2 separate regions of the Mus musculus genome follow, and region 2 is linked to region 1. The links are chromatin contacts, called in public HiChIP or PLAC-seq maps. All regions are on one chromosome and are shown on one strand. The core of a region is the stretch at or near the end of the contact, and the rest is flanking DNA. Distances in the headings are between cores, read along the strand shown. Region 1 overlaps Atp6v1c1 (ATPase, H+ transporting, lysosomal V1 subunit C1). Region 2 overlaps Fzd6 (frizzled class receptor 6).

Region 1 (2,700 bases), core at 86-2,585:
TTCCTTTTCTTTTTATTTCTATTGAGACAGTTTCTCATGTAGCCCAGGCTGGCCTGAACTCATACTTTGCCTGTCTCTATCTCTCAAGGGCTGTATGTTCCACCAGGCCAAGCTTGACATATGTGTAGCCAGGTCTGGCTTGGGGCTCATGATCCTTTCAACTCTGCCTCCCAAGGGCTGAGTAATACCATCTTAGCTAGATAGTGCATACGTGGGTATCATCTTACCTAGATTTTGGATTCCTTTTGAGAAAGATTCTCTTTCTGTAGTGCAGGCTAGCTTAGAATTCACTCTGTGGCCCGGGCTGGCCTTGTACTCCTAATGATCTTCATGGCTCAGATTCCCAAGTGTTGGGATCACAGGTGTGATCCATCACATCCAGGTTTATTTGTTTTCAACTAATATTCTTAAATTTGAAAGATTCTTTTAGGAGTGTTTGTGTGTGTGTGTGTGTGTGTGTGTGTGTGTGTGTGTGTGTGTGTGTGTGTACATGTGTACCATGTGCATGCCTGGTGCCCAGGGATGTCAAAGAAGGCATTGGCTCCCCTGAAACTGTAGTTATGAATCTGAGACCTCAACCTCAACCTGCTCTTAACTGCTGAGCCATCTCTCCAGCTCTCATTAAAACCCTTCCTGTGGCTCACTGTCCACCTGAGTTTGAAAGGCACTAGGAAAAGAACTAGGCGATCATTTCATAGGGTGGCTTAGGGAAGGAGGTGTCAGTGTTCTGAATCAGGAGCACTTCACTGATGATGGCGGTGAGGCCCTCCCTGTCCTGTGCTGTGGAGGTGGCCTCAAGTGACTGACCAGCTGATTGGTCAAGAGCCAGGGCAGATTTAGTTCTTAAAGCCAGCCTTTAGGTGAGCTCTGTAGTTAGCACCTGAATTTACTGGACGGATGAGGAGTTCACTAGGCTTCTGGGGAAAATGAAACTTAAAATACTTTGTCTAATTTTAATTTATTTAATTAAAAAGAAAGCATTTAAATTCCTCAAGAACCCTTTCAGTTTCATCAGTCTTGCTTCTGTTTTAGAATCACCATATTATAAATAAATACTATGGGCTGGAGAGGTGGCTCAGTGGTTAGGAGAGTACCTGGGTTCTGTTACCGAGCTGGCAAGTTCTGATTGGGGGTGTGGTGGGTGGGGAGACAGGAGTTGATAGCAGTCCAGAGTGGTTGAGGCAGACCCTGGTGAGCTGGCTGGATTAGACTGGAAAGAGGAAGAATAGTTCATGAGACAAGAAGAGACAGTTTGACCAAGCAGACTGGTGCTAGAAGTTGAACTGCACGCTCCAGAGTGTGAGCAGATAACTTTGTTAGCTAGGAGGTGTGGTAGAGGGTGTGAAGGCCTGTCTGTCAGGAGTGCCCATTGTCTTTCCCGTTGGAGGTGGTGCAGATGAAGTGAGGTGAGGGTCCCTTCTCATCCTGTTTCTCAATTCTGCTGTTTAAGTATAGAGCTTAAAATGACTTTTTCCCCCTTTAGTGTTCTTTCAGAGGACCAAGACAGTTATCTTTGTAACGTCACCTTGTTTAGAAAAGCAGTTGATGATTTCAGACACAAAGCCAGAGAAAACAAGTAAGTCTATCTGTCTAATCTGTCTCATGTATATACAGAGATGTATATTTTTTTTTTTTTAAATGTGTTGGCTTGGCTATATGTGGTGTAGACAAATTTGGATTTTCCTCCATATTTAGGTTCATAGTTCGTGACTTCCAGTATAACGAGGAGGAGATGAAAGCAGATAAAGAAGAAATGACCAGGCTGTCTACTGACAAGAAGAAGCAGTTTGTACGTGTCCTTCCTTAGTGTTGTCAGTGTGCAGCAGAGGATGAAGCAGTGCTGCTGTCTCTGACTAGGGTTTGAGGTCCTTTACTATCCTCCTCTTTTGAGACAGTTTCATCCCATGGTCAGGTGGAATGCACTGTGTGGCCCAGGGCCGTCTGGAGCTCGGGGACTCTCTTGCCTCAGCTTTAGAGTGTAGGGATTATAGGCAGCCAGCAAGTGCCAGGTCCCTCTGTCAGCACTCCCACAGCTGGGCTGTGTGTCCATGCCTGCCTCAGCCCCTTTACACCTCAGGTCCCACCTCTGAGCCGCAGCCTCCTTTTGTAGTCTCTTCATTGGATTTTTTTTAGAGCTTATTTTGCTTTTGATTCTTGGAAAATGGAAAAATACATTCTGGGGATACTGAAAGGGGAGGAAAATATGAAAATGTAGTTTATAATTTGGTGCTTGAAAAATGTAAATGTTGGGACTGAAGATGTAGTTCAGTAGAGTGCTTACTTAACGTGCACAAAGCCACAGTGCCACAGTGCCAAACACTGGCTGTGGGGGCACACCCTGTAATCCCAGCACTGGGGGAAGAGCAGAGGGTAAGGGAGTTCTAGGTTATCCTTGGTTACATGAGAGCTTGTCTCAAAGGTAATGAAGATGTACAATTAAATATGTGTCCATCCCCAGCAGCTCAGGGTTGTGTATAAGAAGGAGATGCCTGTGGCAGCTCCTCCCAGGCCAGCCCAGGCTTTCCTCAGACACCAGGGAACCCTTGACCCTGCACAGCTGCACAACCACTTACCCCACTGACTGCTCTGCTTCCTAGCAGGCAGATGTCACATGCTGTGTGCCTGGAAGCTCAAAGAGCAGACATTTCCATCAGAGCTTATTGTATCCTCTTGGCCTAAACATAGTTGTTTGGTACATCC
Region 2 (2,700 bases), core at 80-2,579, 350 kb after region 1:
ATCAGATCAAGTCCCAAGAGACATTGGATTTTGGTGTCCAAAGCACCTTAGGACTTCCGGGGACCAAGGCTATAGGTTTCTGGGAATTGAACAGTGTGCCCCTCCGTGCCCCAATATGTATTTTAAAAGTGATGAACTAGACTTTGCCAAAAGTTTCATAGGAATAGTTTCAATATTTTGTCTTTGTGCAACTCTGTTCACGTTCCTTACATTTTTAATTGACGTTAGACGATTCAGATACCCAGAGAGACCAATTATCTATTACTCTGTCTGCTACAGCATTGTCTCTCTCATGTACTTCGTGGGGTTTTTGCTGGGCAATAGCACGGCTTGTAATAAGGCAGACGAGAAGCTGGAGCTCGGGGACACCGTTGTCCTAGGGTCAAAGAATAAGGCTTGCAGTGTGGTATTTATGTTTCTGTATTTTTTTACAATGGCTGGCACCGTGTGGTGGGTGATTCTCACCATTACGTGGTTCTTAGCTGCCGGGAGAAAATGGAGTTGCGAAGCTATTGAACAAAAAGCAGTGTGGTTCCATGCCGTTGCCTGGGGGGCGCCCGGGTTCCTGACCGTCATGCTGCTCGCTATGAATAAGGTTGAAGGAGACAACATTAGCGGCGTTTGCTTCGTTGGCCTGTATGACCTGGACGCCTCTCGCTACTTCGTCCTTCTGCCTCTGTGCCTCTGCGTATTTGTTGGGCTGTCTCTCCTCTTAGCCGGCATCATCTCCTTGAATCATGTCCGACAAGTCATACAGCATGATGGCCGGAACCAAGAGAAGCTAAAGAAATTCATGATTCGCATCGGAGTCTTCAGTGGCCTGTATCTTGTGCCCTTAGTGACACTTCTCGGTTGCTATGTCTATGAGCTAGTGAACAGGATCACCTGGGAGATGACATGGTTCTCTGATCATTGTCACCAGTACCGCATCCCGTGCCCTTACCAGGTAGGTGCTAGCATTGGAATATGCCACTCTTTACCTTCATGTTCCTAGAAGTGCACTTGTCATGGTCATAAAAGTAGACTTTAGTTAAGGAGAGCTATCAGACACAGGGAGTAAGCCCCGGTGTCGTAGCCAGGCTGGGGACTGGCCCAGGAGTGCTTTCTTCAAGCAGTAGCTCTGTTACAATACAGCAAGTCTCCTGTAAATATTTCAAACATTAAAGTGAAAACAACAATTAAGTCGGTGTATGAAAAGCAGACTATGAAGAATAGGCCTCATCATAAGAAAAGAAAAAGTATCTACTGAATTGGAGAGGGTTTTTTTTTCCCCACCTCTTTGGTTAGTAGGAAACCCCTATGTTTGGGCTTAACCTTTTGTGCAGTGTGTGTATCTAAAAATAGACTTTGCCTTTTGCCCAGCCCATCCTGCCATTCTTAACTGAGAAGAACACACAATAGAAAGTACGTTCCCTGTGTCTGAGGCTGAGGATTACTATAAGGGGCTGCGTTTTTAGATTAAAAATTGTAAATTCCTGAAAATATATAATTTGTTACAGAATTTCATTGAATTTTTAAATGAAAGTTTGGGGATTAAAAAAAATACATTTTAGCAGTATGCATTGTGCCTATATACTTAGGAGGCCAAGGGAGAGGATTGTTGAGTTTAAAGTCAGCCTGGGAATGTAGCAAGACTCGGTCTCAAGTAAATTAATTAATTAAAGTAAACAGATTTTATCTGGCTGGAGATGCAGCTGAGTGGCAGAACAGTAGCATGGCACGGTGCACACCTGACAGCTTTCCTTTCTGCACCCTCTCCCTCTGCCTACCCTCCCTCCCTCCCTCCATCTCTCCCTCCCTCCCTCCCTCCCTCTCCCTCTGCCTACCCTCCCTCTCCCTCTACCTTCCCTCCCTCCCTCCCTCCCTCTCCCTCTGCCTACCCTCCCTCCCTCCCTCCCTCTCCCTCTCCCTACCCTCCCTCTCCCTCTGCCTACCCTCTCTCCCTATTTCTTTTTTTTAGCTCCTCCTGAAGAATCAATTTAAGTGATATAGAGATGAACACTGCAACATTATTAGCAGTTGGAATTACATGGGAACTAACCTAAATATGTTTAAATAGGGGCTAGTTGAGTAAGTTAGAACTCACAAAGAAACAAACCTTCAAGCAAAGCTTGCTCTGTGCTGGTGTGGGTGGGGTTCCCAGGGGTAGTAGTTACAAAAAGCTGTGCAATATGTGTAATACTTTTACATTTGAACACTTACAATAATGTTTGAAAATATTGTTATTTAATAAATATATTAAGACTAGCATGCTTTAAACAAAAGTGTGACTTTACTTTTTATCAAATTTGTATACTTTTACATCTTACTAATACTTGTTTTGTGGTAGCCAATCAAAATTTAATATAATGTGCATTAATGCAGAAAGATTATAAAATATGAGTTTAACTGTTTTTATGTTTTAATTTTTACTTTTTGTGCATGTAAGTGTTTGCAAGCATGTGTGTATATACATCACGTGTAAGCTTTGTACCACAAAGCACAGACAGTTCTTCTAAACTGGAGTTATAGACAGCTGTGATCCACGGTGTAGGTTCTAGGAACTGAACGTGGATTCTCTGCAAGAGCAGCAACTGCTCTTAACTGCCGAGCCATTTTTGTAGCCCCTAAACATATTTAAATGTAGACTATAGTAAAGAAAAATAAGTAAATACTCACAGACCAATATCTTCGCAATTCTGAGAGGACAGTCTATCAATA

The links. HiChIP or PLAC-seq counts read pairs in DNA pulled down with a chosen protein or histone mark.
Region 2: a contact with region 1 is called in an H3K27ac HiChIP or PLAC-seq map of extraembryonic endoderm stem cells, with 5 times the contacts expected there. The contact joins two enhancer-like sites. A contact is called at or near these places in 1 of 39 promoter capture datasets (cranial neural crest), 1 of 15 datasets of contacts at CTCF or cohesin (the NIH/3T3 cell line), 2 of 484 Hi-C or Micro-C datasets (long-term hematopoietic stem cells and uterus), 4 of 115 datasets of contacts at active chromatin or transcription factors (embryonic limb bud, embryonic midbrain, extraembryonic endoderm stem cells and 1 more) and 1 of 9 other capture datasets (adipose tissue).

What each region holds. Positions count from the first base shown.
Region 1 is chr15:38,685,321-38,688,020 of GRCm38.p6, forward strand. It overlaps Atp6v1c1 (ATPase, H+ transporting, lysosomal V1 subunit C1), which reads left to right. Exons shown (of 13, transcript NM_025494.3): 9 at 1,484-1,576; 10 at 1,696-1,789. Among named protein-coding and RNA genes, the nearest start is that of Atp6v1c1, 25 kb to the left of the region's middle. Within about 2 kb of position 1,336, at least 4 of the 459 cell types and tissues checked have an H3K27ac peak or open chromatin away from gene starts, as enhancers often do. A contact at or near this core is called in extraembryonic endoderm stem cells, where this site is marked.
Region 2 is chr15:39,030,887-39,033,586 of GRCm38.p6, forward strand. It overlaps Fzd6 (frizzled class receptor 6), which reads left to right. Exons shown (of 7, transcript NM_001162494.1): 4 at 1-946. Among named protein-coding and RNA genes, the nearest start is that of Gm7194, 10 kb to the right of the region's middle. Within about 2 kb of position 1,330, at least 6 of the 459 cell types and tissues checked have an H3K27ac peak or open chromatin away from gene starts, as enhancers often do. A contact at or near this core is called in extraembryonic endoderm stem cells, where this site is marked.